Regions from separate parts of the Sus scrofa genome. Here regions 1, 2 and 3 are each linked to region 4. The links are chromatin contacts, called in public Hi-C maps. All regions are on one chromosome and are shown on one strand. The core of a region is the stretch at or near the end of the contact, and the rest is flanking DNA. Distances in the headings are between cores, read along the strand shown.

Region 1 (5,235 bases), core at 1,731-4,230, 170 kb after region 4:
GTTATTACACAATATTGAGTATAGTTCCCGAGGCTGTCCAGGAGGTTCCTGTTGATTATCTATTTTCTAGTGAATCGTATCTGCTAAATCCCAAATGCCTCATTATTCCCCTCCTCCCTTTCCCCTTTCGTAACCATAAGTTTGCTTTTTATGTCTATGAGTCTGTTTCTGTTTTAATAATACACAATTTTCAAAGAGCAAAAATCATGACACACTGTCACAGAGCAGGTTTTGGTCATTTTGGACACGGCCGGGCCGTTCTGTCCGACCCTGCCCGTCCGCAGAAGGGGCATTTGCTAAACTTTCCTTTCATTGTCAACCAAGCCCAGGATCTGAGATGCTGGGCACTTTCTCATACAGTAAATCTGGATCGTAGAATGCACTTCACACATAGACCCCTTTCCATTATTTTTTTCCTCCCTCCCTTCTTTCCTTTCTTTCTTTTTCTTTTTATGGTCGCATTTGCAGCAGAATGGAAGTTCCCAGGCTAGGGGTCAAATCCAATCTGCACCTGCTGGCCTACACCACAGCCACAGCAACGCCAGATCCGAGCTGCATCTGAGACCTACATCGCAGCTCACAGCAACACTGGATCTTTAATCCCTGAGTGAGGCCAGGGATCGAACCCACATCCTCGTGGAGACTACATCGGGTCCTTAAGCCCACTGAGCCACAGTGGGAACGCCTCTCTCCATTATTTTCTATCACCGATAATTATCAACCTTTTTTGTTGCCAGGAAACTAGAGGATCCTGTATCCACCACTCTGAGTTTTCAGAGCAGAAAACGGGCCTTCTCTGGTGCTCGGAATCCTAAGATACCTTAAGAGCTAGAAAAGCTTTTGAAGGTCACGTAGACTAATCTCTTCACAGATGAGGAAGTCAGGCTTGGAGCAGGTGACATTGGACTTCTGGCTGTGGTGGCCGATGTCACAGGACTATGGTGGCCCCAGCAAGTGGGCGCAGTGGGTGGCTCACCCAGCACCCCTCTGCCTTGTGACACACAAAGCAGGCAAAACTCTAAATCACAGGAACCTGAGTGCATCGGCTTGGCCAGCCTCTCTAAGTGAAATGACACCCATTGGAGAGCGTTAGAGCCCTAGCCCAGATCTGAGACCTACATCGCAGCTCACAGCAACACTGGATCTTTAACCCCTGAGTGAGGCCAGGGATCGAACCCACATCCTCATGGGTACATCATTTGTGGGGCCCCAGGACAAACTGACAATGCAGGAAAAAAAGCATTGTCCATTTTTTTTGGCCTTGCCCTCAGCATGCAGAACTTCCCGGGCCAGGGGTCAGACCCCAGCCACAGCAGCAACAACACTGAGTCCTTAACGGCTAGGCTTCCCGGGAACGCCAGGAAGCACAAGTTTTGCCATTTCAGATGGCATCTTCTGGTGGTACAGACCTTCCCTTCTGAGCCTCACTGGCTGCTCTTTGCTGGGTGCTGTCAGAGTTAACACTCATTTCAAGGAGCAGTGGGTTCAGTCCCTCAGAGACCCCGTGGGGATAGACAGAGGCTAGGAAGCCCAAGGATGTAGAAGCCCCACATCTCAAGGCACCACCAGCCACCAAACGATCCCCAGGAAGGAATCTTGCATTTAGTCATTCATTAAGCATCGGTGGCGTGCCGGGCATCGTTCTAGCGCTTTACGGAAATGGGGCGTTCTTGTGTCCTGTTTTGATTCCTGGTCTTCAGAAGCAGAGAGAGACGTTAAATGATGTCCAGAGAAGCTGAACAGTGAGCTCAGAAAATGGGGAGCCAGGAGCCAGGCCCCATCTGTCCAGCTCCAGACCCTTAGCCTCTGGCTTCCCCTCCGCTTCCTTTTATGCATGTCCAGGAGGCTTTAGGTCGCCGCCACAAAGATGGGTGACGCCGCCTATTTATCAGCTCCGTTGTCACTCAGACAAAAGGCCTAGGGTCATGGAGCAGAGCTGGTTTTGCTGAGGATGAGTTTAGGAGATGTTGAGACCCGCCAGCTCTGGTGCCCCACCTGCCTCCATCCAGGCGTCTCATGGCCAGCTGCTGGTGGTTTGGCGAGCCTCCCAGGCATCCTTTAAAGCCTGTGTGGCCCCTCCTGGCCTTTGGTGAATGTGAGGTTCTTACTGGCAACCTTGAGGAATCAGGGTTTTCTCTCTTCCAGGTGAGTAAATAAGAGTTTGTCAATAACACCTGGGGAGAGTTCACAGCTCAGGGTCACTTTGGGCTACTAGCCTTGGCACCGCAACTACCACAGGCTGGCAGAGGGGATCCTGCCTACGGATGGTGTGTGGGGGGTTGGAGGAAACCCCTGAAAGCCTCTGTCTGGCTAGGCAGGCTGGCGATGGGTCCCGTCTCACTGCTCGTGAGCCCCGTGGCTGGTTGCCAGGAGGTAGGAGTGAGTGGCTCCTCTCTGGAAGATCATAAAACGCCTGCAAACATGTGCTTTGTGTTCAGGGAAAGGTGTCAAATTCTGGCCCTTGAAATAATTTTCCAGGTCCTTCTACAAGCAAAAAAAAAAAAAAAAGAAAAGAAAAAAGTTTTCATTTGGAGAAGGAGGGAGGGAGGAAATACGAAGACCAGAAAGGAATTGCCAAGTTAGCAGAAAACTCCAAAGTCTCCAAAAATCAGAGAGGAGCTTTGTCCTGGGGGGCCTGTTCTAAAGACAGAGGTGCCCTGTTTCTGCAAAAGGAACATTCAGAACCACGATCGAATTCGTGGCGTTCGGCCGGGCACACCTGGACAGCTAAGCATCCTCACGTGTGCCCCGAGGACCCCTCGCTCCAGCTTTGAGAAAACGTGGTTCTGCATATGTGGATGGTCTCTGCCCACCCAGGGCCAGGGCAGCCCCCAGCCCCAGGGGACAGGCTGTCTTGGCACCAAGCACGCACGGAGCTGTCCACCAGCCTGTCCTCATTAGCATGGCTTGGGCTCGGCGGTCGATCTGTCCATGCCAGAGGAAATCTGAGTCATCCGCCTCCTTCTCCACCACGACATGCTTCTGGGAATGCGGAGGGCACGGGGCGACGTGACATTCCTTAGCTCGTAGTTGGAAGGCAACTCCCCACTTCCTTCCTCGTCACGTTGCATCATCTTTCCCAACAGGACCAAACAGATTTACTTGAAACTTACGTGCCTTGAGGACAGAAGGGCCCCGCCCCTCTGTTTAGAGCCCAGCCCGCTTATCCTGCCCCAGAGGGCGAGGGGCAGGTGTCATGCACAGCTGTTCTCCAGCCTTTGCAGGGATAGGAAAGACATGTGACGTACACTCTGGGCTCATCTCATGATCATGAAGAAAACGGCAACGTAACGCACATATATGTCACAGCACATGAGCACGCGGCATCTATGACACATCAGCTCGGGTGAGGGGTATAGAGGTTTTTGAAAATTCTACGCCCTTGTCATCTCAGAATACGTCGCAGGAAGGGTAGACGATCTCTGGGAACCTTTGGCCTGTGGGTAAATCTCTGTACGTCGAAATCTCAGAAGGATGTTATTTATTAACGGTGTGGTTACAGCACACATTGGGGATTTGGGGGGAAGCTGGGGACAGGGGTGATGGGTGCAGCAGTGACAAGACCGGTATCTGCTTCTGGAAGGCCACAGAGTCCAGATGGAGATGGACCCTCCACGTCACTCAGTGGGGGGGGGGGGCGTGCCAAGTGTGGGGCCCAGGGGAGGGGCAGGGAGGGCCAGCCACCAGAGCAGCCAGAGCGCTGTTTGAGCCGGGCAGGGAGACGGCAGGGAGACTGGGAAAAGGTGTCCATCCAGGAGGAGGGACCGTCACACACAGTGTGGGAAAGTGCAGGGAGATAGGAAGGCAGTCAGCTCGCAGATGGAGAGCTGGAAGCCAGGGCGGGCTGGTGCAGGTGGAGGAGTGACACGGTGGAACCAGGCAAGGACAATTCAGGTTTTAGTTTGTACGTGGCCGTCAAGAGTCCTGACTGGATGACAGGCCCCAGACATACCGTGGAAAGGTCATGCTGGCAGCACCGGGAAATGTGTCCTGAGAAAGGCTGCAGGTGGGAGGTCATGTCTGTGCCACAGGTGGGCCGGGACTGCACGTGACCCATAGCAAAGGCCGAAGAGGGTGAGACAGGCATAACGCTAACAGGGTGCATCGCACAGCCCCCACGAGACACTAAGCACCTGCTGTCTCCCTTCACGAGCAGAACTGCAGCCTAAGTCGTAGGTCAGCTACCGCCTCTTCCTACAGATGAAGAACAGAGGCTCAGAGAAGGGAGGGAACTGCTCATGGTGATGAAGCAGCAGGGCCAGGAATTCCCGCCGTGGCTCAGCAGAAACGAATCTGACCAGCATCCATGAGGACGTGGGTTCGATCCCTGGCCTTGCTCAGTGGGTTAAGGAGCTGGCATTGCCGTGAGCTGTGGTGTAGGTCGCAGACACAGCTGGCAGCTACAGCTCCGATTCGACCCCTAGCCTGGGAACTTCCATATGCTGCAGGTGTGGCCCTAAAATAAAAGACCCAAAAAAACCCCAAAGAAACAAAGCAGCAGGGCCAGCATTTTAACTGAGGTGGGTCTGACTCCAGCCATACTCTGTATAATGGAATAACAGAATGACTTGGAACCCAGCTAACTGTGGGCAGAGGAGGGAGGGGTTCTGATGGCTTCCACCTGGGTGGCTTTGAGCACAGGTGACAGTGGGTCCAAAGGGGGACAGGCAGCTATGGGGGGGAGGACCTTGTCACTAGGTTGATCAGAACCAAAAGAAAACTTGGCCCCAGCAGAAGGCCTCAGGTCATACGAAGAGTCTGGGATGGGGGCTATAGGCCAGAGGCTCATGTAATGGATGAGACTAGAAATGTCCACTGGGTGCCAGGGAAAGTGTTGGCATATACCATCGAGGTAGGAAAGCAACGTGCGAACAGATTTAGAGAAGCGAGGGTTGGTAAGGTGCCGGCACTGAGCTCAGCGCTCGCCGTGCATCCTGACACCTGCGATAAGAGGCTGTTGCCATCTCAGAGGTCAGGAAACAGAAGCTTGGAGATGTTAAGTAACCGCCTGAGGCCACCCAGTTAGTACCAGCAAACCTGGCCCTGGAGCTGGTGCCTCACTCCCCAGGGCGTCCACATGGAGGCAGGCCGGGCACAGCCACCTCCAGGGGTTTTCAGGCAGTGGCTGGAACTGGAAGCGCCTGACATTTCCTTAATTTGCTTATCTGCCTCTGTCTACAGTTAATATGCACTGATTTTGTAACAAGAAGAAAAGGAGGTTTATCAAAGCCAAAA
Region 2 (5,382 bases), core at 923-3,422, 140 kb after region 4:
AGTGACAATGCCAGGTCCTTAACCCAGTGAGCCATCAGGGAACTCCTAACCTGGAATTCGTAACCAAAGTTTGAAATGCGTTCTGCGTTCCTTTCTCACTTTGGGTCACACGTCCCTGTTTTCTGTAACTTTCGTGAATCTCATTAGTCAGAAATAATGACATGAACGATTTTAGGGGTGGTATGAGTTAATTTACCAAAACTGTCGGCATGGACGTGTTGGTGGGATTCCCGGAAAACCTCGTGATTAGCATCATTCGGTGCTCGTTCTGGAAAACCACGGCTGCTGTTTTACCTGTGAGCTGCGAGATCCATCAGAGAAACACGTGTTGGGTGAGGGTCCCCTGCAGGCTGCCTGCCCGTAGAGCAGGATTGTTTTCCTCCAGTGACAAAGGGAGAGGAGGAACAATGGTGCCCTTTACTCCCCAGCCACTAAACAACAACCTTCCGGGCCAAGAAGCACAGGTGCAGATGTTTTCTCCGCAGGGAGGGTGTGAGCTGGGTGTTATGGGCTGCACACTCCTATCAGAAGCCGATAAGTGAGATTCTGGGTCATTGGTCCTCCGCTGATCGGAGATGTATTTCCTAAGCTCCAAGTGTGAACAGCTGACGATGAATCATCGCCACGGGCCAAGTTCGCCACACAAAAATCTATTGGTGTAAACACGCGCACACACACACATGCACCTGTGCACCTTACACCCGGTAACCAGGGCCCCCCAGGAAGGGGTGAAAGCAGACAGATGGTGTGTGCCTTCCTCTCCCCAGTTACAACCAGAAAGCGAAATCAGATGGAAGGGAGGGGACAGGACAGTCACCAGGGATTCAGCATAAGGGAGAAGCCGAGACACAGAGGGATCCTTGCTGGCAGGTGTGTTGCTAGGATTCCATGTGCGTGAGCACCTCTGGCTTTTACATGCCATTGGCATGAGCCACATCCGGGTACCCTCCCTACAGCCTCCCTGGGACTCCAGTCACCTGGTCCCTTCAGAGGTGCACTCCCACGACCCACTCCCTTACTGGGGTGGCATGTCACCTCATCACACAACGTCACACAACAACTAAGCCATGGCTTTTCAGAGTCTGGCTACCAAGGTGCGTGTCTGAGGGCAGCTGTTCCAACACTTTGGAGCTGTCGAAGGTCTGAAGGGTTTTTTGGGTTTTTTTGTTTTTTTCTTGTTAGGGCCACACCCACAGCATACAGAGGTTCCCAGGCTAGGGGTCCAATCAGAGCTACAGCTGCTGGCCTACACCACAGCCACAGCAATGCTGGATCCTTAACCCACTGAGCGAGGCCAGGGATCGAACCCGCATCCTCATGGATACTAGTTGGATTTGTTTCTGCTGTACCACGATGGGAACTCCCCTGAAGGGTTTATCAGTAGGAGTTCACGGCTGTGCATCTTCTGTCATAGAAACAATAGGTCAGCATCCAAGTCTCATTCATTCTTCACTGGGTTCCTTGCCGCACCTGCGATCCACCTGCAGCGCATCCTCTGTCTCCGCCTCTCTTGACCTCTCTGATGAAAATGTAAAGTTCTTAAAAACACCGGGATACAACACTCTCCAGGGATTTAATCTAATTACCCTGTGGGATGGGTCAGCGACACTCCCTGGTGAGGTCAGAGGGGTGCTCCAGTCCCAGCATCTCTTTCCCTGGGGGTCCCAGCTGATTTCTCTGCAACCTCTGAGCCGTAGGTGAGTGGCACTGCCCTCAAATGCCTCCTGTGGGCTTTCTCCCCTGCGTGTCTGAGCTCTTTCTACCTTATCTGGTCTCTGCTGGCACCTTCCAGAAGTCAGGCTAAAATACTGCAATGGAAGTGGGGTGATTTGGTGCCATAAGCGGTAACAGAAATGCTGCCCATGACAAGTCTGGGTTCAATAGACAATCTCCAAACGGGGGAGAGAGGGAGGGAGGGAGGGAGGGATGGTGGGGGGAAGGAAGAGAGAAAGAAAAGAAAGGAAGGAAGGAAGAGAGGGAGGGAGGGTAGAAGAAGGAGAAGAAAGAGAAGGAAGGAAGAGAAAGAATGAGCGAACGAAAGAAAGAAAGAGAAAGGAAGAAGGGAAGAAAGAAAGAAAGGGACTGCCTGGCACCCATCCCAAGCATTTCACCCACAAACTGGTTTAGGCCAGTGAGACAGGATGTTCTGCAGAGCAAAGATCATGTGATCACACAGCGTGAACAAACAGATGGTGTATCATTAACAAAATGCAAGGCTGCATTTCACAGTCTCTGCTCGGTGTCAGTGACCCAGGCAATTTAATTAAAAACATAAAAAAATAAAAAGTGACAAAGGCCAAAGTTTCATCCTGTTCAAATTCATCAACCACGTGGAGGGACTGCCTGAAATGCAAGCCCACACATCTGGCCCCCAGGAAGTGTGACCGGAGGGCTCCCTCTTTGTAATCAGATCTCTGGTTCTGCAGGGAGCAGAGGGAGGCGGTCCCGGGATAGAGGCCTGTCCCCGTACCCCCACCCCTACCCCATGGGGAAGAAAGGCAAGCTGCAAGCTGCAAGCTGCAGGGAGGACCAGGCTGAACACACAGTGAATCCTGAACACACATAAGAAGGTGGCCAGTGTCGCCTTGGATCTAAGCAGACTCCAGGTGGGCCAGGTGGGCTCCACCAAGGGTTGTCACCGGATGCCTCACTCTGCCATTGGCAGCCCAAGGTGATGGTCAGGGCTGTGGGCCTGGGGCTCCACCATCCCCTGGTGATGGGCACCTGACTGTGTTCTCACCTGTGGAATCGTGCCAGGGTTTTCCTCTTCGGAGGGATCAATGGGAAGAGCAGGTCAAGGCCCAGGACAGCATCTGACACCACGGCCTCCTGGATCCAGCTCCTTCCACAGAGGCTGCCTTAACCACCAGGGCTCAGCTGAGCCAGAACATGCCGGCCTCACAGGGGAGGGCATGGGGCACAGCAGGTGGCACCAAAAAGAAAGCAGAGGGGGAGTTCCCGTCATGGCTCAGTGGAAACGAATCGGACTAGGAACCATGAGGTCGCGGGTTCGATCCCTGGCCTCGCTCAGTGGGTGAAGGATCTGGTGTTGCCGTGAGCTGTGGTGCAGGTCGCAGATGCAGCTCAGATCCCGCGTGGCTGTGGCTGTGGCGTAGGCCAGCAGCTTCAGCTCCAATTAGATCCCTAGCCTGGGAACCTTCATATGGAGCGGGTGTCGCCCTGAACATACAAAAGACAAAAAAAAAAAAAAAAAAGGAAAGAAAAAGAAAGCAGAGGGACAGGCAGGGGCAGGGAGGGAAATGGAGCAGCAAGACATTCCCCAGAGTTGGCCGGTGGTGGTGCAGTGCCAGGGGGTAGGGGTGTCACAGCTGGCTGGCAGAGGTGCCAGCTTGCCCAGAGTTGGGTGGCATTTAGGACTTTGTCTTCAGGCAGAGGCGCCGCTGGTGCTCTTCTGGAAATGGATTTGATGAGGTGCATGTTTTCAAAGGCTCCTCTGAGGTCGTGTAGATCCTGTGCCGGATGGTGGCGGTGGTGCCAGGCCACCGCAGATGAAGAGGCCTGAGGGTTTCCCCCAGGCGAGAAAGCCGAGGGGGAGAGGTTGAAGGGAGTTGGAGATGGTGCAGGAATCCATGAGGACGGGTGCTGATGTTTTCAGAAGAGAATATAATGTAACCACAGGCCTCTGAGCAGGCAAATGAAGGCATTCTGAATCCCAAGTGCAGCTCATAAGAGTATGGGGGCTTCTTTGTATGTCGGCTTCTATGGAGAAGAGTAGCTTTCTACTAGTTTTCCATTTTTTTTTTAAAGTATACTTGATTTGCAATGTTGTGCCAATTTCCGCTGTACAGCAAAGTGACCCCGTCATACACACATATCCATTCTTTTTCTCGTATTATCTTCCCTCAGGTTCTATCCCAAGAGACTGGATAGAGTTCCCTGTGCTGTACAGCAGGACCTCATTGCTTATCCATTCTAAATGTCAGCGTTGGCATCTACCAACCCCAGACTGCCCGTCCATCCCATGCCCTCTCCCCTCCCCCTTGGCAGCCACCAGTCTGTTGTCTGTGGGTCTGTTTCTGTTTTGTAGACAGGCTCCTCTGGAGAGCAGTGTCTTTCTTCCTCCCTTCTTTCTTTCCTTCCTTCCTTTCTTTTTTAGGGGATTCAAGCCGCATCTTCAACCTACACCACAGCTCACGGCAATGCCAGCTCCTTAACCCACTGAGTGAGGCCAGGGATCAAACCCACGTCTTCACGGATGCTAGTCAGTTTCGTTACTGCTGAGTCACAAAAGGAACTCCTGGAGGGCAGTGGTTTTCTAGATTACAGACATTCTAAATAAAACGTGGAGATACCTTGGTTTTAGCGCAATGACATGTAAAAGAAGCACAAATCTGACGTCAAGGCTTTCGAGAGAAACACACATCTCACACGGCAAGCTCTTTGCAAGCAGCTGGCATATGATGTGACCTGCGCAGTGAACAGTTTGAAACAGCTCCTCCAGCTCGCCCTTCAATGCTTGTTCATCGTTTACTAGCAGTTATCAAGGACCCATTACATGCTCTGCTCTAGATGCTGGTCTGGTGAACATGACCCTGAGGGTCTCTGCCCGTGGGGACCTCGTGAGGAAAGGCAGGCAGACAGATAGCTAGGTTGTGTCAGGTGGCTATTCTAGATTAGGCAGCCAGGAAGATCTCTGTCTGGGTTGTTTAGACTCTGATCTGAATGACAAGAAGAATCCAGCCCCACAAAGAACTGAGAGAGAGCCTTTTATTTTAATTCTTTCTCTTTTATTTTTTGGCCAAACCCCCAGCATGCAGAAATTCCCGGGCCAGGGATTGAACCCATACCATAGAGTGACACCTCAGAGAGAGCCTTTTAGGCAGAATAGCTTGTGCAAAGGCCCTGAGGTGGAAACGAGCTTGGCATGTTTCTGGAAGAAAGTCGACATAGCTGGAGTTCGGGGAGCAGGACAACCAGGACACCAGGATAAGGATGTGGGAAGACTGAGGCCAGGTCACAGGCAAGGAGGTGCCCAGAGGTGGGTGACTCAGGACATGCTTTGAACCAACAGGACTCTATCAAGGATTGAAAGTTGGAAATGAAAGCATCATTTCCGTCCTTGCAAGGTGAGTGTGAAATCAGATTGAGGTACCTGGGAAGGGAGTGGTTCCTACAGTGGGGAGTTCATTTACCTTTGTTTGTGTGTTTGGTTTCTTTCTTTTCAGGGCTGCACCCATGGCATATAGAAGTTCCCAGGCTAGGGGTCAAATCTGAGTTGCATCTGCAAGCCTAGGCCACAGCCACAGCAACACCACACCCAAGCCGCATCTGTGACCTACGCTACAGCTTGCAGCAACGGTGGATCCTTAATCCACTGAGTGAGGCCCAGGATCGAACCTCATCCTCACGAACACTGCCCTG
Region 3 (5,327 bases), core at 1,693-4,192, 210 kb after region 4:
TGTATATAAGGGTTTTAAGAATATCAACACCTCTTTTCTTACATCAAATCACCAAATACTCATCAGGCATCTCTTTAGATGAGGAACTGGGTTGGATATTGGCCTGCATGGTGAGGTGGGGAAAAAAGCCACAATCCCAGCCCTTGTGGGGCAGGAAGGTAAACAGACAGTAGTGAAAGAATCACCCAAATACATAATTACCAACTGGTATAGGTGATATAAAGACAAGAGCCAGGGTGCTAAGAAGAGGATCTGATCTATTCTAGGGAAGTCTTTTCTCAGGAAGGGACACTGGAGCTGCAACTCAAAAGATGAGTGGGAGGAGTTCCCATTGGGGCTCAATGGGTTAAGAACCTAACTGGTATCTATGAGAATGCTGGTTGGATCCCCAGCCTCCATCAGAGGGTTAAGGATCCGATGTTGCTGCAAGCTGCAGTGTAGGTTACAGACACAGCTTGGATTCTGTGTTACTATGGCTGTGGCTGTGGTGTAGGCCAGCAGCTCTGATTCAACCCCTAGCCTGGGAACTTCCATATACCAAAGGTGTATTTCTAAAAAGAAAAAGAAAAAAAAAGAAAGTAAGTACCATTTAAGAAGGAAAGATGGAGTGTGGGTTGGAGAGCATTCCTGGTAACGATATTTGCATGTGCAAAGGCCCTGAGGCCCAAAGGAGCTGGATGTGTCCAGGGACATGAAAGAAGGTGGTTTGAGCTGAAATGTGAAGGATGAGAATGAGGGACGTGGGGGTCAGGCCTGGAGGCTGGAGAGACCAGGTTAAGGTGAGGCATCCTTGGTCAGAACCAATTTCTCCTTTATAGCCTCTGTGTTTATGGCTAAGAATGGCAGGCACCCAAGGCTTAGGCTCACAGCACATGGTGTGCTCCTCTCTAAGCTTTGCCATGTCCTTGGTTGAATTCACCATCCATCACCCTGGCGGTTTCCTTGATTGGTTCATCCATTCATTTATTCCACAGGTATTTACTGAGCACCTGTGACGTGCTGGCTAATCCATTCATCTTAGATGTTGGTAAGTTCCTAGAGATGAACAAAAAGGGAAAAGACGTGGAGAGTCCACTGGGCCCTGCAATGGAAGCTGAAGCAGCCAGAGCTCTGAGCAGCCCCCATGAAGCTCGAAGGAAGGAGGTAGTTGAGCCCTGGAGGTGGAGATGGGATCTTTTTCCTCCATCTTTGGAAGGAAGGGGACGTCACAGATGATTTTCAGCCAGTAAGTTCCTCCATCAGGTTTATAATTGCATATGTTCCCAGGCTTGGTGGAGGACAATGAAGCCAGGGCAGCAAAGAGGACCCCTGAGGTCCCAGGAGGCCATTTCATGGTCCAGGTGGAAGGTGAGAATGTCCTGAGGGGGGGAGGCAGTGAGCACAGAGCGATGTGGGTGGATGGCGCCAAGGTCTTCAGGAAGGACAAACAATCCATAAGACCTGCCGAAGGGTGGGAGAAGGTCGGGGGACCCCAGGATGTGGGCCCAGGTCCTGGAAAGCAGAACTGGGGAGGATGCCATTTGATGAGAAATGGAAACTGAGAAGGGCCTGGCGGACAGGGAGGACCTTGAGTTGGGTCTTGAGTTGGGTCTTGGTGACTCAGGGCAAACAGCATGACAGAACAGGTGGAGAAGGAGCATCATGCACATGTGAGATATTTGGTGGATGGAGGACAATAAGGTCTTTAGATACATTGAACATTGGGAGTCAAAGAGGTAGAGGTGACAAGGACGGACGCAGGTCTCCAGCTTGTACCATCTAGAAAGGTGGTCGTGGGGATATAGGGGCAAATGCATTTCCTTATTTTTGCCATTTGCCTTGGACTTTTGCTTGAGGTGGGGTTAATACAGCTCACTGCAGGGAGATGGTTTGCCCCGGCCGGTTTATGAGCGTTGAGGTGAAATATATCAGATGACAGAAATTTCGGGCCACGCTACACCAGTATCCTACAAATGAGGTCTTCAGTATCCCCAGGAAATAACACAAAGCCCTGCATTACCCAGAGTTCGTCCATCACGTCCAACCTCAGGAGGCTGTGCGTTTGCTTATGATAAACTCCCAGAGCATCTCCCTAAAAGCACTGAATTCCAGGAGCAACTAAGAAAAGTCTCCGACTGTAAGTTGACCCTGTTACCTGCGCACACCTGCTGAATCGCTTTTTAAATGCTCACCAAAACGACAGTGTCTCTTGTTTCCGGTACAACTTGGAGCCACAAAAACTAATTATATCACCTTCAAAATCCGTCCGTCCCGTGGTTTGCATCCAAAGGTCAACGTGCAGACGAGAAATGGTCTAGTGCTTTCAAACGCAGGGCGCAACACATAAATATTTATCACAGGAGGACAGGAACTCGTTGTACACGTGTGTTTACCTTATCAGGCAGTTACCTGGGGCAACGAGTCCTCTGTCTGCTTCCTGTTCCCAATTCCTTTTGTCCAAGACCTTGGGCAATTGTTTATTTGACGGAGCGTTCCGTACCATTCCCTCTCTTCTGGGAATAAGGGCACAGGATGCTAAACAAACATATCTCCTGGTCACCGATACCTGGTTTCTGGGGAGGAGAGGGTTCTAGGTGTTTGCTAGAAAGATCCAACAGCAAGGGAAAACTGTGGTTATACCCAGCAGAGAACAGAAAGCCCGCCTTTCTCCAGCCAGGGCTGGCTTGTTTTGATGAGCGTTTTGAATGCTCTCCATGGACTTTATGGAATGTTCCGGCTTTCGATAGTGAAGGTGATACAGCAGATGTACAGGCAAACAACAGTTGCAAGTGTGGCCTGTGGCAAAACACAGCCTTCCGTTTTATGGCTCTTTGCTATGTTTATAAAAACGCGAATGTTAGAGAAACGGTGGCCAGGCTGGCTTTCCTCTGGCCACATATTTGTTTTGGCCACTCTGAGCTTGCATTTCACAAGTTCTCATACTAACTAGCTCAAGCCTTTGTTACATAAGAAAGCCCAGCTGGGCCGGGTGCCAACGAGTCAACTCAGCATTTTTCCACCTCCCCACCGCAGTCCAGAGGAATGGATTCAAGGATCTTCAGCGTAGACGATCTATCAGACCCTATTTCCAGTCTGTTTAGTCTCTTCTCCTTGCCGAGCTACTAACTCTGAAGGTTTACCAGCAACTCTGCATGGTTACAGTTTCATTTGCATTTAATTTGCATATATTTTAATTTGCACTTAATTTGTGTGGGCCTTTGTATCTCTCCTTTCTGAATTGCCTGTGGTCCTTGGCTCATTTTTTTTTTTTTTTGGTCTTTTGAGGGCTGCACCCACGGCACCTGGGCGTTCCCAGGCTAGGGATCTAATTGGAGCTGTAGCCACCGGCCTACACCACAGCCACAGCAACACCAGATCCAAGCTGGGTCTTCAACCTACACCACAGCTCACGCAACAATGGATCCTTAACCCACTGAGTGAAGCCAGGGATCAAACCTGCATCCTCATGGTTACTAGTTGGATTCGTTTCCACTGAGCCACACAGGAACTCCCTTTATTTTTTCTGTCCATGAAGAAGTTCCTGGGCCAGGGATTGAACCTGCACTATAGCAGCCATCCAAGCTGCTGCAGTGACAACGCCAGATCCTTAACCCACTGCGCCACCAGGAAACTCCTGCCTACATTTTTCTACTGGAGTTTTAATATCACTTCTGTAAAGGATATTAAGCAGATCAGCACTTCTTTGTTATATAAAATTACCATCTATCCCTTGGGCACCTCTCTGGTTCCTGGGCATTTGGTTCTAAATGTTCCCCTTCCAAGTTTCATTCGATATCTTCCCAATGAATTTTCCAAAATTTGGCAAACAAATTCATGTTAATATTCAATGATGGAGTGAGAACAGGGTTTGGTCTCTCTTGTGCATTTTGAATCCCAGCACCTAGCTGGGCCTCGGCCAATTAGGCATTGGATAAATATTTGTCTGATGGACAGAAAACCTAAAAATCCGTGTCGAAATTATTCTCTAGTGTCCCTCAAACCACCCCCTTACTGGGAAAGAAAGAAAGAAAGAAATCTAACCTATTTATCCTAATCCCAACATCAACCTCTCCTTCTTGTGATTATTTTAACAGTTCATCTAGGTATTTTCTTGGAGTTCCCCATGTGGCTCAGCAGATTAAGAACCCAACGTAGTGTCCGTGAGGATATGGATTCGAGCCCTGGCTTCACTTAGTGGGTTAAGGTCTGGCATTGCCGCAAGCTTTAGCATAGGTCACAGATATGGCTCGGATCTGGTGGGGCTGTGCCTGTGACTTCGGCTGGCAGCTACAGCTCTGATTCGATCCCGACCCAGGGAAATTTCATATGCCTCCAGCGTAGCTGTAAAAAGAAAAGAAAAAAAATTTTTGACATACAATATTTAAAAATGCATATGGCATGTAGGTTGTACCCCAAAGTATGGGCATACTTACAGCTTTGCTTCTGAAATCCTTCCTGATGTATTTTAAGGGCTTTTGACCACAGCGATCCTTTTAGGCAGTATCACTGATGGAGCAGTGTCCTGTAACTCCCTGAAAAGTGATATAATGGAGCGTATTGCCCTCTAATTATAATCAGTGTTACAATGCCAAGTTTCCCTGATTCATCAGCTTGTACTTGTCCACCCTGAAACGAGTTTTCAGGGCTATGCAAACCCCATGCATGTGGGACAGAGGCTGTGCATCACAACCGTGGAATGAACTGAGGAATTCTGGGAGTGTCCCTCTTGCTCCAGAACCTCCCCCACATCCAAGTTCAACAGCGCCTGGGCCACCCGAGTTCATCCATTCCCCATTTATGGGGCGCTGACTGTGTCGGATATCACGCGAGGCACCGACAGCAGGGATGTGTGCCTGCGGCTAACAATTTCCAGGCGTCCTTTTCGGTTCAGCTGAGGCAGCTATCACATTCATCACAGATGCCTCAGCATGAATCGATTTATGAGGGCCCGCAAGGTCACGGAGGCTGGAAGGCGTGGAGTGGGACTCCCTTCCGGGCTGTCTGGTTCCACGTGTTCCAAATGTGTTGCCCAACCACGTCGTCATTTTGGGAGGTTACGCATTTACTGCAACGATCCTGCCATTTCCCTGAACATGTTTGGAACGACCCTCTGGGAATCTGATGAGACACGGAAGGACTCAGAATCTAACTCCATCTCAACGAGTAAGCCGCTAAGATACTATCAGTGAATTACTCCCATTCTCCAGCCCCTGTTTTCTCACTTGGAGAACGAGGAGATCAGACCCATTATCTTGGGAGAGTCCTTGCAGCGCTAACCATCCCTGGTCCTGTCCTAACCTCAGCATTTCCTTTTGTTGAGAGCTTGACTTCTGTGTCCTTCTCGGTGG
Region 4 (5,592 bases), core at 864-3,363:
AGGATGCTAGAGGAATCCCGACAATGAGGGACCAATTCAAATTTATTTAGATTAAGATCAGAGTTGTTCCTCTGGTAGAGGGAGCCTATGACATTCAGATTCCAGGAATTACCCTCGGCACCACCTTTTCCCTCCTCTGCTCACTCTTCTAGAGCAACCTGATGGTATGCAGACATTCAGGTCAGCTTCAAGCATGTTAGATTGTACCTGTAATTTAGGTGACTTGCTGTCTAAAAGCTACCATCAGTATTAGCAGAAAGGAAGTATTATCTGGTTTGACTTCTGAGCAGCAGCAGCTAAGGGTTATTTCCACGCAAAAACTCAAGTCTACAGTGTAATTAAGTCTCACAGAGAGGGACTAGTATCCACTGTGAACTCAAAGGAGGAAGGCCAATGCATCAAAACGGAGATTCTACCTGTCAAAAATATAAATCATCCAGATGTTTCATAACAGCCATAAAAGAAAAAAAAAAAAAACAAAAAAAAAAAACCAAACCAAACAAGATTTGCTTTCAGACCCTTATCAGTGACTGGTCCAATCCCGCTGAGCTTTAAAATGTAAAATATGCTTCCCTGCAATTATTTATCAATCATCAACTATGTACAAAGCTGCATAAGATAGAAGCTGTACAAGGCAGAGTTCCTGCCCTTAAGGAGTTTACAATCTAATATCTGTTGGGTTATAAATGGTTAGTCCTAGACCTCCTCCCACCTATCAGTGTCCACGGGAACACACAGCCGCCGAAAAGAAACCTCTCTGGGAAGAGGGTAATGACGGCCAGTGTTTGAACTCCATGCTACAGCCTGTATGTATTTCTCTTTAAATCTGCTCAAAGAGCTTAGCTGATAACATACTGATAACCAATCATAGTCAGCATGTTAACAAGAAACCCCGACTTCTTTTATTTTGGTCTTAGCAATATTTAGTCATTTATTGACACAGGTACCAAAATGCCTTTGTTTAAGGAAAACGTGCACCTATATAACTCCAGTAGGGTTAAAAAAGAAAGACAGAAAGACAGAAGGCAAGACTAGGTATGGTGGACTTTAGATGCTTCATTCTCTCACATGTATCCCCACTGCATTTGGAAGAGATTTACGAGAGCTTAAAACTTCTGCAGAACACTTGTTCTCCAGAAGGAAAAAAAAAATCATTTTAACCTCACCTTTCTTCACCCCTGACAGTTGCCTAGAAACCAGTCCTGCCCTACCTGTGTTGCAGGTGTACCTAAAGTCACCAACACATCTCTTTTAAAGCTACAGTCTCTATTCTGACGGCACTTAAGTTTATGACTAACAATCTATTCATATTTTTTTATCAGGTAAGAGACTGGTTTCTTTCAAGCGATGATGAAACCTTAATACAGACTTCGCAAGCACCGATACAGTACCAATCACGGTAAAAGAGTCATCTAATTTGTACAAAGCTATGATATACACATAAAAACACACACACACGAGAAATACCCAAGAAGCGTTCACCTTTCAAACACAGAACTCTGCAGCTCCTTTCCTTGTGAAGCAGAATTTAGGACGTTCAGAGCACAGAACCCCGTACTGGGGGGAGGAAGAGGAGGAAGGCACGGAGCTGCCCACATGAATTAAGAACACCGACCGGGGATGAGCGTCGTCGCCGAGACTAGGCAGTGGGAGCGCGGGTCAGAACCGCTGCGGATTCCGGGCCCCCGCCGCTCCCAGGACCCGGTTTGCCGGCGCAGCCCCCGCGCGGAGGAGGAAAGAGCCCGAGGCCGCCGCCAGCCCGCGGGCGCAGGACCCCAGGTCGCCGCACCGGGAACCGCGTCCCCGGCGCCGGCCCCTCCCTCTGTCCCGGGAGATTCCGCGCCGGGCGACCCTCTCGGCGCCCGGGGGGCCCGCCCCGCGTCGGGAGCCGCCCGGAGCCCCGAGGGGCGCGGCGCCAGCCTCCCCGCCCCCGGCCCGCAGGCCCCTTACCCCAGCGGAGCCGCGGCTGCCCCACGGCGCCCTCCCGCGCATGTCCGTCCCGGCTGTCTCAGCGCCGCGGGCTCAGGGGCCCGGACACCGCGCAGGCGCCTCGCCACTCGCTAGCCGTTCACTCGCGCTCGCGTTCCCCACTCGCACTCGGCCGCCGTCGCCGATGCCGCCGCCGCCTCGCTATATAGCGGGTGGGCGGGTCCGTGACGTCACCACCCACCGCCCCACCTCCTCGGCGCAGCCAATCCCGGCTGCGAGCCGCTTAAAGGGGCGATGTCACGGCCGAGGCGCTCGCGTGGGGTCCACCTGCATCGCGCTGCCCTAAGGGGCAGCAACCTTTTGTCTCCCGCTGGATGTGTTTCTCGGCCGCCGCGGCCTTCACACCTCCTCTCGGCTGAATCCTGGCGGCCGCTGCCCAGCTCCCGGAACCCCTCACCCTGAATTTTCCTCCGAAGTGGGCGAACCTCCTGGCCGCGGCCGCGATTCCTGCTCGAACCAAAGGTGGCGCCGCGCCTCGCGCGGGAGTTAGTTACATCGTTACCATCCACGAGGAGGGTTTTGTCTTCCTGTGTCCGCGGGCCGCCGCGCGTGGGTGGGCTGAGGGCACCGGAGAAGGCGAGCGGGGCCTCTGCGGGGCTGCCCCTGCAGCCTGCAGGCCCCGCGCTCACCACGAGGCCCGCAGGCCGCGGCGTGGGAGGGCAGTGTGGGGCAGGGAGGGACATCCAGGGGCAGTGCAAGACAGGGAGGGACAGCGTGGGACCAGAGGGGACAGCATGGGAGAGAAGGGATGGTGTGGGACAGTGTGAGACAGTGAGGGGTAGCGAGGCCATACTGGTGAGGGCCTTTCATGGACCAGTGCCCAGCCGCCTCTCCTCTGACCACAGGTTTGTCGATGGAGGCCAGGCCCTGGTGGCAGTTGACCCGGAGAGGGCTGCCCACCCCCAGCCTGGCATCTGCCTGAGTGCCCACTCTCCTGTTTACTTAACAGACCCACACCGACCTCAACATCTTTTGGCATCAGGGCAGCCACGGATGCCCAAGGACAGAACACCAGCAAGCCTGCTGGAGGAGGTTTCTCGGGGCGCCGGTGATGCAACTTAGGCTTATAGTTTAACCGTAAAATAAATAATACAAATGATAACAAACCAAGAGTAACTAAAGTAAGAAAAAAAGCAAACAGACAGAAACCCTCCAGGTTTAGCTAGAACAAATCCGCTGAATGGTACTCTCCATTAAGTGGAGGCCGGAGACCTGCTGCTGACCTCTTTGGTCTCTGCAGAGGCCCAGTCTTGCCTTTCAGCAATAACGCAGGATAGTTAGACATTTAGTGCTACCTAATTGGGGTGGTTTAACATATGGAGTGAGATTCCGACCTCATTACCAGGTTAACTATTAACTTTGCACTCCCTGAAATGATTTGCCTTTTCTCTCCTATTATTTACTTACATTCTTCTAAATTTAATTCAAAGGCCTGATTTCGAATTCAAGGCCTTAAGCACATGCGTACACACACACACACACACACATACACACACACTCTGAAGTATCCTTTTGCCTTCTTTTATTGGTGAAATAAATACTAAGCAGAACTCTCCCCTCCATTCTGATGGGTTCCTTCTGGACCGCAGGGGCACTTGGATCATTTTCACGCTGCTTAAGAACAATTCGGTTATGCCATCTTTTTGTTAACCTTTCGTATTGCTATTCATTTACTGTTATTTAGAACCATGAACATGATTCACAACTAATTGCTAGTTTTCTCGCCCAATTAACTAGGTTTTTGGATTCACAGAAAGTCCATCTGGATGTTTTTCCCCCTATTTTTGTTTCATTTATGTTTATCACTTACCCATACGCTGTTATCCGTGTAAAAAAAGGATCAGCCTGAGAACTTTCCAGAGAACATCCTTTCAGACCTCACAGTTCAGCATTTACTGAATGGGAAACTAGACGAGCTCAAGTTTCAGCCAAAAGGAACCCTAGTTACGCTATTTCAAGTCACCACAACACAGTTGTAATTTGTGCTTTGGCCCGGTTGGCCTGCTTTTACATTCTCCTATTCATTAAACAGTGATAATGACTACAGTAACCATCAAACACACCCCTTCTTTCAAGGAAGATCAATAGGAGTCTTGCTATAGGGTTGACAGCTGTGGGATGTGCTCATGTTTTGGTAAATTCTCAAAAATCACAAAAATCACATGAGTCATGCTGGATTAATTGGATTTTCTTCTTCCGATCTATTTAAAACTTGCAAAAGAAACATCTTGGGCTCTCTCTTGGGGGGAGGGAGAACCAGCGATGGCTAAGCGCTTTGCTGAATTTTGCTTACAGTTATACTCCTACAGAATGGCTTTCTCAGCTGTGGATGAATCACATGAGAAGAATTACACCCCGCAAATCTTTTATCTGAGACTCTGTTAGTTATGTTTTGTAATGACACTGACATGTCAATAATACTGTACAGTACTGGGGGGAAAAGTTTAAACACAAAATGCTAGTGACATTAACATATTAAGCGTATCAAATGATCACTTAGTGACTTTCAATAGAACACTAGAGGTTTGGGGAAAAAAATTCTCTGTACTGCATCTAACATTTTAATTTATGTCCCGTAAACCGTAAATCAGACTTTTTTTTTTTTTTTTGTCTTTTTAGGGCCACATCCAAAGCATATGGAGTTCCCAGGCTAGGGGTCGAATGGGAGCTGCAGCTGATGGCCTACGCCACAGCCACAGCAACACCAGATCTGAGCCTCGTCTGTGACCTACACCATAGGTCACAGTAATGCCAGATCCTTAACCCACCAAGCGAGGCCAGGGATCAAACCCTCATCCTCATGGATACCAGTTGAGTTTGTTATCACTGAGCCAAGTGGGAACTCCCAGACAATGTTTTTACATCACTCCCAATCCATCTAATTTTGAGGCCACCTCCCAAGGAATTTCTATTAGCTGATTTTATTTAATATAAAAAACCCCCTCAACATGACTTTGAAAATGTTAGACTTGCATCGCATTGTCCCAGATTGTCCCTTTGCACTTGCCGTTCTTTTAGAGTGAGAAGAGGCTGTCCCTGGAGTGAGAACAGGGGGAGGTTCTGGCTCAGAAACTCACAACCACAGTCTCTGCTTTCCTAAGGACCATTGTTCCTTTTCCTCCTCGGCCAGCATCCACACAAGTCAGGTGTGAGCAGACATACCTGTGATAAGGATCTCACAACCCTTCCAGATTTATATCTTGATATTATGTAACTCCTATAGAAGAGGATACAGAGTTTGGTGTTTATCCACACTGTTTACAGATGTTTTTGTGTTTCGGCTCTGTTCATAAAGACATATATTAAAGTGAGTCATTTTCTGTATTATCCTCTTTGTCCTAGGATAAGAGGATCTATTCATGATCTATGCAGTTATGCACTTTTTTTTTTACCAATCTATAGATGTGTGCATGTATGAAAAAATACATGACAATGAAAGAATTGAATTTCATATAGGTTATCAGTTTAGTTGCCACTTTACGTTTTGGAAACATCTGGGCACATGTATTACACAGTATTTCCAATCAACGTGGTAGCGTACTTTAAAATCCACAGGCTGCTGAGAGCCCAGATTCACCCGCCGGGAGTGCCTCACCTAATGAA

What was found. A called contact is a pair of places that touch in the nucleus more often than the background predicts.
Region 1: a contact with region 4 is called in a Hi-C map of embryonic fibroblasts, with 3 times the contacts expected there. The contact joins the enhancer-like site here to the promoter of ERRFI1 in region 4. A contact is called at or near these places in 14 of 47 Hi-C or Micro-C datasets (alveolar macrophages, embryonic fibroblasts, epiblast stem cells and 9 more) and 2 of 2 datasets of contacts at active chromatin or transcription factors (alveolar macrophages and skeletal muscle).
Region 2: a contact with region 4 is called in a Hi-C map of skeletal muscle, with 5 times the contacts expected there. The contact joins the enhancer-like site here to the promoter of ERRFI1 in region 4. A contact is called at or near these places in 1 of 5 promoter capture datasets (liver), 4 of 47 Hi-C or Micro-C datasets (fetal skeletal muscle, liver and skeletal muscle) and 1 of 2 datasets of contacts at active chromatin or transcription factors (skeletal muscle).
Region 3: a contact with region 4 is called in a Hi-C map of liver, with 11 times the contacts expected there. The contact joins the enhancer-like site here to the promoter of ERRFI1 in region 4. A contact is called at or near these places in 8 of 47 Hi-C or Micro-C datasets (embryonic fibroblasts, liver, retroperitoneal adipose tissue and 1 more) and 1 of 2 datasets of contacts at active chromatin or transcription factors (skeletal muscle).

The regions. Positions count from the first base shown.
Region 1 is chr6:68,847,986-68,853,220 of Sscrofa11.1, forward strand. No RefSeq gene overlaps it. Among named protein-coding and RNA genes, the nearest start is that of SLC45A1, 83 kb to the right of the region's middle. Within about 2 kb of position 2,981, at least 24 of the 83 cell types and tissues checked have an H3K27ac peak or open chromatin away from gene starts, as enhancers often do. A contact at or near this core is called in embryonic fibroblasts, liver, omental adipose tissue and 3 more, where this site is marked.
Region 2 is chr6:68,815,694-68,821,075 of Sscrofa11.1, forward strand. No RefSeq gene overlaps it. Among named protein-coding and RNA genes, the nearest start is that of SLC45A1, 120 kb to the right of the region's middle. Within about 2 kb of position 2,173, at least 37 of the 83 cell types and tissues checked have an H3K27ac peak or open chromatin away from gene starts, as enhancers often do. A contact at or near this core is called in fetal skeletal muscle, liver and skeletal muscle, where this site is marked.
Region 3 is chr6:68,887,924-68,893,250 of Sscrofa11.1, forward strand. No RefSeq gene overlaps it. Among named protein-coding and RNA genes, the nearest start is that of SLC45A1, 43 kb to the right of the region's middle. Within about 2 kb of position 2,943, at least 27 of the 83 cell types and tissues checked have an H3K27ac peak or open chromatin away from gene starts, as enhancers often do. A contact at or near this core is called in liver, retroperitoneal adipose tissue and skeletal muscle, where this site is marked.
Region 4 is chr6:68,680,516-68,686,107 of Sscrofa11.1, forward strand. ERRFI1 (ERBB receptor feedback inhibitor 1) reads right to left here and starts at 2,114. Exons shown (of 5, transcript XM_021095275.1): 1 at 1,951-2,114.